Linked DNA regions of Rattus norvegicus: region 2 is linked to region 1. Evidence: chromatin contacts called from public Hi-C data. All regions are on one chromosome and are shown on one strand. The core of a region is the stretch at or near the end of the contact, and the rest is flanking DNA. Distances in the headings are between cores, read along the strand shown.

Region 1 (5,945 bases), core at 3,174-5,673:
GTGAACCACACACGAACCGTAGACGTAGAAGTCATGATTGAGCCTACAAGGCCAAGTTGCAAACACCTGCACACATCAGGGTTTGGGGGGTTAGTGTTCCTGCTGACATTAAATCAAAACTGCACGGAAGGAGGGAAAGAAAAAAAAAAACCCACAAAAACCAGCATTACTTAAGGGCACCACTACTGATAGCTAAGGATCTGTTGTTGTTTACATTAAAAAAACATCACTTCACTAAGGCAAAACAGTGACCAAATGAAACTAGTTTACACGAGGCTTCTAAAAATAGTTAAGAGGTGGGGCTTGCTTATGTAAAAACCCTTCATGTATGTAGCTCTTACTGGGTTCTCTCTCCTCTCTCTCTCTCTCTTTTCCAAGACAGTTATTCTCTTAGCTATTTCAGACACACCTAAGGGAAAACTGCAGGCTTCCTCTACCCACTCTGGGCCCCACCACTGACATGCCCACACGGGTCCTTCCCCGCGGCAGCACCCAGGGCTGTAACTGTCAACGTATACACAGCAGTTAAGTATGCACTCGTCACAACGAGGACAACACGCAGGCAAGAACTAGACAGAAGAAAACACGCAACAGACAGGAGTCCGATCCCACGGGTCCGCCCGGCCTGCGATAGTTAAGGAGCCCCAGAATTTTTCAGGAAGGCCAATGGCGGCACTGCAGAGCCGGGCTGTGCTGGAGGAAGCGGCATTGCCGAGCGATTTCCACATCACCCTCACAACTACTTCTACAGCTGGAACTACCCGTGGGGGCAACCAAGGAGGAGCACACCGCACTGAAAGCTTACAACCGGTCACGTGGGCAGAGCCAACAGCCACCGGCTGGCTTGCCTTTGATTAAAAAACCAAACCCCAAACACACAATGTTGCAAACCTTCCAGCAGCACCTCTGACCACCAATATTGCAAGAGCTGAACCGTTGACAAGACTCAAACCCCATTTCTCCCTCCCTCTGAGAGGGCCCTGCTGGGTGGGTGACATTTCCCGGGGGCCATGCCCTTCTGACAGGTGTCCTCTTCCTCTCACTTCCTTTCTCCTCCACCGACTGGCCTCCAGCCTGAGAGAGGCCAGCGCCGAGGAGAAATGACAGACGGTAAGGCAGTCTTACAATGTCAGAAAAAAATGTATTTGGCTTTTTTTCTTTTTTTTAAAATAAGTGCATACAGATACGGCTAGAAGCATTTGTTTGCCAAGTGCTCTTAACAAAAAAAAAAAAAACAAAAACAAAAAACCAAAAACAGAAAAATAACAAAACAAAAAAATAAAAGCAGCCAAGTAGCAGCCTCCACAAAACAGCAACTGTCACCCGAAGAGTCAAGCACAGACAGCCTAACAACGTTAACAAAAGAAGAAAATGCCTTAAAGTACATACCTTTTGTCGTCAAAAAAAAAAAATATAGAAACACAATGTATTCAAAAAAATCAAAATTATACAGCCATGTTTATGAAGTCTACATTTCCCTTGTCTTGGATATATATATTTATATATATATATTTATGTATGTATGGAGATCTATATACAGTTCAACAAGTTTGAGTTAAAGGTAAGCGTGGGCTTTTCTGAGCACGGAAAGTCACGAGTCTCTCTCCTTCTTCACTTTCACATCTCCGGCGAGGATAGTAGCAATCTCTCCTTGCATGAAGGCCCAGGGAACGTTGGAGCCCACCAGAGGACACTTCTCCCCGCTTGGACAATAGACCTCTCCGCTAGCGCCCTGCTGTTTAATGCTTTGTCTGGAGCAAGGGAAACAGAACTTGTGCGAAGGTACGGATGGGCACTGCACAAAGTGGGTATCCTCCAGCCGCTCGTGGCAGAGGGTGCAGCACAGGGGGGCGCTGGCTGCGAGAGAGGAGTCTGGGAGGCTGGCGGGGTGCACCGGCTCCAGTCCTCCAGTGCTGCCGGTGGCCTGGCCCCCCACCTCTCTGGGGCCAAGCCTTCTTTGGTTCATTGAGGAGGGAGAGGGCGGGCTGCTGCTGTTCCTCCGGGTGGTGGAGTGAACCTGGGTGGTATCTTTCGAGGCGTGACTGCCCCCGGCATTGTCTGCTACTAAAATCAGGGCTGCCATTGGGGACTGGCCGTTCTGGGCCGCTTCAGGTGGTGTGGTCCGGTTGGAATGAGGAGAGGCAGTAGGGGGTGGTGGAGACACAAAAGAGGATGTAGGGGTGATGGGGATCTTGAGCCCTTCTGTGGAAGTGGACAGCCAAGGCTGTGCCTCTCCATTGATCTTAGGGGGCCCAACTTCCCCTTCCGGTTCTGGAGAAGGCTTCCTTTTCCTTGCTGTCCTTGCAACTGGAAAGAGGCAGGTATGGAAGAAAAGGAAAATTAATGGGACATGTACCCCCCCCACCCCAAAAGAGACACACACCTCTCATTTCCAAAAACACACCTAGTACACAAGTTCTGCAGGCAGCTTCAAACGTTTCCCCTAGTAAGGGGCTCTGAGCCTGCACACCATTTCCAAGGTAAGCCAAGTCATAGGAGTTTGCCTGAAAGGCTCCAACCTCAAACTAGCTCATGTGACTGCATTTAACAGACAGGTTAAAGGGTGACTGCTGCCCTCACGCTTCCATCCAAGAATGTGCTGGGAAAGGAAAACCCCGTGTCGCTGCCTATCAACCAGTTCTGACTCATCCCTGTTGTGCTGGTTCAGCAGAGGAACCACGTTGCCACTAAGCTCTGGTTCAGCCTCAGGCCGACCAGGAAGTTGGCTGTTTGTTGTTTCTGGACTAAGGCAAAACCTTAGTGCATGGAAGAATGGATTCCCCCCCACCACACACACACAGGTGGGCGGGAGCGCAAGCGCTGCTTCTAACTCCACGCCCTCCACCCCTTCTCCCCTTGTCCCTCAGCCGCCCCTACCTGCTTTAGACCCGTTGGCCCCGTTGGCCTCGAAACCCAACAACCTGCCTGCTGCAGTCAGGGCTGGCTCTTTCTTGAACTTGCTCTCGAAGGGCCCCGAGTGGCCGTGCTGGTGGTGCAGCGCCAGGAGCGTGTCCCGCACCGTCTTAGGCCTGCTGGCCCAGTCCTGCTCCCCGGGCGCGCGGCCTTTGCCTGCACTCTCGGCGCTCAGCTCGCTCGCCCCAGTCGTGCCGGATAAGCTGTCGGCCGGGCTCCGGTGCGCGGGCTGCGCTTTCTCCTTGCTCTGCTCGCGCGCCTCGTGCTCAGCCGCCGCGCTCGACACAGACGCCGGGCGTTTGTGGGTGCCCAACTCCGCAGGCTGAGCTCCCAGGCCCGGTGTTCCACTCACCGCGGCCAGTGTGGCCGCAGCACGGCCGCTCAGCCCCAGAGCGGCGGAGCCATTCACCAGAGGCACCAGGGTGGGCGGAACGGCGTGTGCACGCCGAGGGTTCGGGCTCTGGCGATTCAGCTCGGGCGGCTCCTCCAGCTTGGAGAAGCCGTTGGGCACCAGGATGCCGTTCGCCGGCGAGGGCTGCGACGCGGCAGACTGTGGGAGGCCTGCACCCGCACGCGTGCTGAACTCCGAGGCCAGGCGCGGGGCACGATCCGGCGCCAGCGGGTAGCGCTCCATGGCCTGAGCGCGCGCGGCCTCTGCGCCCGCGTGGCCCAGCTGCGGCGGCGGCTGCAGCAGGAGGTCCTTGGCCGACAGTGGCGGTGGCTTAGCGGATGCGGGCTGTGCGCCGGTCGGGGAGCGACCCTCCTGGAAGCAGCCGTGAGCACGCTTCAGCTGGCGCGCCGTCTCGATGACGAACTCCACGCGGTCGGCGCCCTCGTAGTTGACGCAGCCGCGGCACACGGGCTCCGTGAAGTCCCAGATCATGGCCCAAGGCATGCGGGGCAGGTCACACAGATAGCACGACTGGCGCCGAGAGGCGGCCGCCACCGCTACAGCCGCGGCCATGTCCGCACAGCCCGCCGCGCCGCAGGAGGAGCCGGGTGAGGGGACGCCGCCGCCCCCCGCGGACCCCGCGCGCGCGCGCCGGCCAGCCCAAGCCCGCGTCTGCGCGACTAGCGGCGGCGGCGGCCGCAGGCGAGGAGGCGGCGGCGGCAGAGCCCGAGCCGGCGCGGCGCCCGCGCGGCGCCCCCGGGGCACGAGGGGCGGCGGGCGCGCGGCGGGGCGCGGCTGCAGGTCCCCACGGGCGGCGGGGCGGCGCGGCGCGCGCGGGGGCGGCGGCTCGGCCGGGGCCGCGGGCTCGGGCCTCCAGACCGGGGCAAAGACGGGCCGCGAGCGCAGCAGGTCGCGGTGGCGCCGGGGGCGCAGAGCCACGCGAGGGACGGGGGACGCGGAGCAGCCGCCGGGGCAGCTCAGCCGGAGCGGCGGGGCATGCCGCGCGCAGCAGCGTGCAGCTCGGTCCCAGGCCCCGGCGCAGCCGCTGCACAGCACCCACTGCGCCTCAGCTCCTGCGCCGCCGCTGTTGCTGCTACCGCTGCGGCCGCTCCACTTCTACAGACTTGATTCTTCGACAGCTCCACACGGCGCCTGCGCGGCCCCCTCCCTCCCTGGCGCGCGCGGCCCCGTGCGCCCGCCCTCCCTCCGCGCACTCGCGCGCGCCGTCCTGGATTCTTCCGTTTCTCGATCGCGTGCGCGCGGGGACTGAGGCGCAGACGAGTTCACGGGGCCCTAGCGCCGCAGGTGTACTGCTTGCGTCCCCACGAGCCCCGAGTCACCCGCCTACCCTTCCAGGATGTTCCACCCCACGGCCGTGTTCTTTTGGCTAAATCGTGCAAACTGTTTTACTTTACATGCATTGTCACTTGGTTACTGGCAGCCTCCAGAGCATGAGGTTTGGAGCGAGGAGCACTTTGGACTTTTCTTGAGAGAGCCTCACTTGGCTTCAGGTGGGCACACACACTCAGTCGGCACTCTTTGCCCTGTTTTGGTCGAGGAAACAACAACACAAGGCCGCTGCCCCTTTAAGTTTTACAAACTCAGGACCGCCTGGTGTGCCCAGACAGGCCCGGCCTCCTTTGCGCGTGCACTGAAAAGAGGACGCACAGCTCCTAGGCTCATCAGGCGCCGCCGCCCAGCGTCTTATGTAGGTCTGTGCAGCGGGCGCGTGACGTGGGCAAGGGACGCCGCCACTGCGCAGGCTCCACATAAGACGTGCCCAGCGCCGCGGGCCCTGGGGCCGCGCCGAGCTAGTGCACATTCCAGGGATCTGGGCTCTGCAGAGCGCCGCGTCACGGCTCTGGTCCCGCCCCCGATCTCTGGCTAGTAGGCCCTGCCCCACCACCTTCACCGGGCCGAACTTGGAGTGGCCAACTCAGGGCGCAGGCTACTCCCTTTGCGCCTAGGGCGTACGTTGGCGGGTGGACCTGGCTGTCTGTTGTACCATCCGGCTTAGCCCAGTGGGCACAGACGCGCCTGGCCGCCTGGCTTCGTTGCTCCTTTCCAGGGTGGGCAGTGCGGGCTGCCCAGAGTGGACAGAACACCGAGCTGTAAATTTTGGTAGGGAGCAGGGACTGTTGTGTGCTGTCTGTGGTCAGCCTCTCATTTGAGACGTACAGACTCAGTTGGCTCTGAGAGCCGCCTTTGTGGTGAACAACGCAGGTCCACCTCTCTCCCAAAGACTGGTTAAGTGTGGGTAATAAGTACATTAGCTTTCCTACAACTGGATTGGAAGGTGGAAAGGGAGGGAGAAAAATGTGCTGACGTTTTTCTCTGGTTGCTGCTATTGAAAATGCCAGGTTGCTTCAAAGAATAGCCACAAGAGGAAACACGCCCCATAGAGAAGCAGCCCAGGGAGCTGTTTAGAGCACAAGAATAAACCTGTTGGAGGTGGCACAGAAAGCTTAACGCCAGATGCCAAGGGCGTCCACAAACTAACCTTGAACGTCTCTCTCGGGGCTTTCCAGAGAAGGTCCCTCTGTGTCAAGGGCCTCCCCATCTCCCCTTCCAGTCACAAGCCTGCCTCACCCTCTCCAAGCCTGGAATGGGGCCTACCCGGATCCATTCCCAGAAGCAGCTG
Region 2 (5,522 bases), core at 1,306-3,805, 340 kb after region 1:
TCCCTAAGCCAGGCATATACAAACCATCACAGTAGCCTTACAGTACAGGCAGCTCAGCAACTCGGGGCAGAGTCTGGGACTGAACTTAGATGTTTAGTTGTGAGCCTAGCCTTTCACAGTTGAGCCATCTCTCCACCCCAGGGGACTGAACTTACTAGAGCTGCCTTTAATCCTGGACCCCACACAACAATCTGCAAACACACACAGCATTTGGAGCAGCCGTCCCAATTCTGGCTCTGCTGACGACGATTACTCCGGTCCACAGAGTGTCCCTCTCGGTGTCCCCCACCCTCTAGGAATGGCCAGCCATCAAGAATAACAATAAACAAGACAGAGGAGAGAGAAGGATGGCGGATGGTGGGGCTGTCCTCCATACCAATGGTTGACCGTGCTACAGGCCCCTTGCTGGGCTTTGGATTTTTATGGCTGGTCCTAGGCTTGAGCATTTGAAATGTCAGTCCACTGTGTCCTTCACTGTGATGGTCGTTGAAACTGCTAGAGGGAACCACAGGGCCCTACCTTCCTCCAGTCTTCCAAGTCAACCAAATGTTCAGCCTGCTAGAGTCTCAAACCAGACCACTGACCTGGCTACTGTCCTTCCTGGCTTTCCCCTCTTCCAAGTTAGGGAGTTTGTGGGAGAGCAGGCTCAGCCTTCCCTACGAGATCTCGCTGCAGGTTGCCCTCAGTGACACCTACTCTGTTTCTGAGTCTCATGGAACAGATGACAGCTTGGTGCATCAAACCTCTTTCCTGTTAGGGGGTGCCTTGGAGAGTCCCTTAGCCCACTCTAGAGCACAGAGTCTAACCCATATCAGAAAATACCTGGGTTCAGTGCACAGATGAAGGTGTACCTCCCACCAGAGCAGCTCTCCAACGGCTTTCTGGCCACGGCCTATGACATGACTCTTAGAGTTACATTTTTACTGGCAACAACTGTGACTTCTGACCTTCTAAAATTGGGAGCAGAAAAAATGAACAGGAGCAGTAATGGGGGCAGGAAGCACTCCACTAAGACATTCTGTACCATCCATCCACAACTTCTGTTTGGTGGTGGTGGTGGTGGTGGTGGTGGTGGTGGTGGTATGCGTATGGGGGGAGGAGTGTGTTTTCAAATGGCAGGAAATATTTTCCAGATACACTGTGCTGGCATTGCCAAGCACATGTTAATGCCAGGGTTACAAAAACCAGCTGTGGAGAGGTTTCAGGGAAAGATTTGTCCTATCTAGAAGACTCCCACTTTCTTTACTGTGTACCTGAGGGAGGATATGTGTGTGGCCTATTGCAATAGTTATGTGCAAGGTACTTGAGTGGCAGGTCCTTATGATCCCTCAGTGCCCGAATCCTCACACTCAACTAAATGTGACGGTACATGCCTGTAATCCCAGCACTTGGGAGGTGAAGGCAGAAGGATCAAGAGTTCAAGACCATTCCCATCTACAGAACAAGTTCACAGTCAGCCTAGGATACATGAAATCCTTTCTCAAAGGCTCAAAAGTTCCTCCCCATACCAAAAGAATCTCTCTCACAGACACATTCCAGAAACTGTTACAAGACTCATGCTACAGATGCCAGGAAGGCTCAAAAGGGCAAGGAAAGGTTGGGCTGCAGTAGTAAGAACACATGGTGGCCCCCGTGGGTCAGTTCCAACCTCCCCTCTCCCCTTTTCTCTGCATGTGAGTGTGTGGAAGTGAGTTCATATGTGTGTGTACGTGTCTGTGTGCATGTTGTGTGTGTGAGTTCATCTATGTGTGCTTGTGTGTGAATGCATGTGCATGTGTGTGTTCAAGTGTATGTGTGTGCATACAGGTGTGTTAGTTCATCTGTGTGCATATGCTTGTGGGCAAGTATGTGTGTGCGTGTGTGTGAGTTCATCTGTGTGTGTGAGTTCATCTGTGTGTGTGAGTTCATCTGTGTGAGTATGTGGGTGGAAGCCAGATGCTGACTTCAGGGTCCTTCTCTGTTGCTTCTCTCTTTTTAGATAGAGTTTCTCACTGAACCTAGACATCACTGTTTTAGCTAAACCAGCTGTCCAGAAAGCTCTAAAGCTCTTCCTGTTTCCATGCCCTAGCCCCAGCTCTGGGGTCACAGGCATGTGACCCACCAAGTCCAGCTATTTATATGGGTGTGGAAGGTCCAAACTCAGGTCCTCAAGATAGCATAGCAAACACTTTGCCCGCTGAGCCATCTCCCCAGTCCCAAGAAGGATGTTCTGTGTGTGGAACCATGACTCCCCAGTACTCCTGCTCCTCAGCTCCAAGACTTCCACTAGGTTTCTCACTCTCATTCAGTGATCAGCTCCAGCTCCAGCCTGGGGAATCTTGTCTCATCCTGTTCCTCCCATGATGCGGGGCATCCTATGCCACACTGATGCTGCGCTGCTCTGCATGCAGTGAGATTCTTCCCTCCTTCCCTCAGCTTCAGCCTAATGAAGACAACTGGGTGACTAATTGGTTAATCCTGGGAAGGCTCTCTGAAGATGAAACACGGGTGTTACTCACTGGATGAAGGCATGAACTTGTCCTAGGCCGGGTCTGAGTCAGCAGAGAGTGGCCTCCTACCTCCATACAGGCTGGTCCAGCCAGCCTAGGTCCAGCTCAAGGTCAAGGCTGTCCTATAGGAGGGCATGACAGTGCAAACCAAGGGAGACAGTGAGGTCTTGGTGGCCTGTGTGGGGTGGGCGGTTCTGAGCCTGAGAACTGGGCCCTGTTGAGGATCACCTGGCACAAGGTCCTCAGCTCATGCTTCCAAGACAGCACACGCAGCAAACCTTGGTCAGGACAGTATTTCCTGGTCATTGTTTGGAGAAATGTTTTTCCCACAGCAAATTCCTCACAAACCACAGCCCATCTCCTTCCAATCTCCTTAGCTGTGCTATCAGCCTAAGTCTTGGGAGAAAGATGTGGGCGACTTGTGGCTTCCCTTGGCCTTCCCACAAGCATCTCTCTTACGAGGGTAGAGGTGATGGCTGAGACAGGTTCTCACTATTAAAACCAGGCTGGCCCGTCAACTCTCTGTGTAGCCCAAGCTACAATTCAGCCTTCGGTCATGCCTGGCTATCCCATCTGCCTATGGGAGAAAGAAACTAGCCACATGTGATGGTAGATGTCTAACATCCCAGTATTCAGGAGGTCGAGGAAGGGAGATCAGGAGTTCAGTGATAGATGAAACCCTGTCTCAGAAAAGAAACAAGAGGAAGGAAGGAAGGAAGGAAGGGAAGAAGGAAGGAAGGAAAGAAAGAAGAAAGGAAGGAAGAAAGAAGGAGAGAGGGAGGGAGGGAAGGATGGGGGAGGGATGGATGGATGGAGGGAGGGAGGCAGGCAGGCAGGCAGGCAGGCAGGCAGGCTGACTGGTAAGCCAGTTTAAAACCAGAGGTCACAGCAGAGAATGGAAGGGAAGAAAGAGCCCTTGTGAAGATGCCCTGCACTTACCCTTGATCCTTCCAGCAGGGTTTTGACACCACAGCTGGGAGACAAGAACCTTTAAGACAGCCTTTAAGATGCAACCTGGGGTCAGATTCCCCAGTAATGGAGCAGCAGGACCCACCCCTGCCCTCCTGCACACTCCTGTAGTGACCCCCACACAATCCCCCCACCCTTGCCTCTGCCCTCTCCCTCTGCTATTTCCTTCGTCCAGAAAACAACCTTCCCAGCCAGAAGGATTCCAGGCACTTCTGCTTTTGCTCTGAAGCCGCCAACTCTTATAACATTTTCTATTCCTCGTCCTGGAGACTCTGAAACACACAGAGGACAAGGCTTTCAAGACAAATAGCAGAAGGCGACACCTTTCGTCCCAGTGCTTGGGAGGCAGAGGCAGGCAGATATCTGCGAGTTCAAGGTCAGCCTGGTCTACAGAGTTAGAACATGTCTCAAAATAAAATTAGATGAAAATTAAAACACAAAAATCTGAGATAAAACCAGGAGGGATTGCTGGGAGCTTGGGCCGGGAAAGGGGAGAGAGGTGGGTGAGTGCCTGGAGGCTTGGATCTGACTAAGGGGCAGAGCACAGCAGTAGACTGAGCTGAGAAGCTTGGGTGGCTGGGGTAGAAGAGGTTAGGAGAGAGCTGCTAGGATCTGCGAGACAAGAGCCTCTTTTCTCAATTCTCACAGTGCCATCAAGTGGCTCAATGGGTCAGTGCAGGATGTCTGTGGCAGCCTGAGCTACCTAGAGAGAGAAAAGGATTGGGGATCTACTTTACCTAGGGACTCAGAAGCACCCCTCAGAACTGAGGACCAGCCTAGAGCTTTGAGCTGTTCGGTAAATGCCAATCCTTAGCAATATTATCAGAGATGTGTGGAAAGCCTCTCCAGGCATGTGTGCAGTGTCTAATCGATTCCATGAATTCGGGCAAGCAAACTCACTGATCACCTGCTGGGCACATCACCACACACAGAGACATCTCTGGAAGAATCATACAAGAGCCACTGTCTATCTCAGCTGAGCATGGGACACACCCTATGACCCAAGTGCAAAGAGGGACCTTTTTGTTTATTTTTATGAGTACTTTTGAGTATTCTGTCTGCATGTAAATCTGTCCACCATGACCGTGCCCGTTGTTTATGATGACTGGGAGACAGCATCAGATCCCCTGAAACTGGAGTTAACAGACAATTGTGAGCTGTCATACAGATATTGGAAATGGATCCAGATCCTCTGGAAGAGCAGCCAGCCCTTCCAAGTGCTGAGCCATCTCCCTGGTCCCATAGGCAGGAAGATGTCGGTCACAAGTTCAAGGCCAGCCTGAGCCATGGAACAAACTCTATCTCATAGGGAAAGGGACAGAATGGGAAGATAGCTCAGTGGGTGAATTCCTTGCTTCACAAGCATGAGGACTTGAGTTCAGGTCCCAGGACCCATCTTAAGGGAGTGGGGGCTAGGGAGCATGGCATGATGTTATATGAACTGCAATCCCAGTGCTGAGAAGGCAGAGGACAAGAGGGGCTCCCGGGGTAGCTGAACAGTGAGCTCCAGGTTTGGTGACATTCTAGAAAAATAAGATGAAGGACAGAAGACACCCAACGTGGATCTCTGGCCTTCGTATACACAAGTACACACATGCATGCACAAGTACACCTGCATGCACACAATACACACACACACACACACACACACACCACACAAAGGGAAACTTAGAACTCAGCAATTCTATGTTTAGGCAACTGGGACAGAAAAGAGGAAGGAGGGGATGCCTACAGGTTCAAGCCCTGACACTCTTGTCATCTCTGAGGAGGTGGCCTTGCCTGAAGAAAAAGGAAACAAGTCAAGATCCAGGCGATCCAAAGTCAACTCTAAGACCTAAATATGTGACCAACTTGGGTAGGACTTCAAGCCTCACTCCCTACGGTGGCCGGCTTTGATTGTCAACTTGACACAACCTAGAAACATCTGAAAAGAGTCTCACTGAGGATTGTGTGTGTTGGGTTGGCCAGTTTGTGGGAGAATGTCTTAAGTAATTTGATGCAGAAAGACTTAGCCCACTGTGGGCGGCACCATTCCTAGGCAGAGGGTCCCAAACTGTATACTAA

The links. Hi-C and Micro-C count contacts between places; a contact is called where the count stands out from the background.
Region 2: a contact with region 1 is called in a Hi-C map of the A7r5 cell line, with 4 times the contacts expected there. The contact joins the enhancer-like site here to the promoter of Irf2bp2 in region 1. A contact is called at or near these places in 11 of 12 Hi-C or Micro-C datasets (the A7r5 cell line, the Rat2 cell line, Schwann cells and 7 more) and 1 of 1 datasets of contacts at active chromatin or transcription factors (oligodendrocytes).

Annotation. Positions count from the first base shown.
Region 1 is chr19:71,457,945-71,463,889 of GRCr8, forward strand. Irf2bp2 (interferon regulatory factor 2 binding protein 2) reads right to left here and starts at 4,424. Exons shown (of 2, transcript NM_001400996.1): 1 at 2,878-4,424; 2 at 1-2,307. The coding sequence starts at 3,877. The coding sequence ends at 1,592.
Region 2 is chr19:71,803,921-71,809,442 of GRCr8, forward strand. No RefSeq gene overlaps it. Among named protein-coding and RNA genes, the nearest start is that of Tomm20, 26 kb to the right of the region's middle. Within about 2 kb of position 2,556, at least 20 of the 93 cell types and tissues checked have an H3K27ac peak or open chromatin away from gene starts, as enhancers often do. A contact at or near this core is called in the A7r5 cell line, where this site is marked.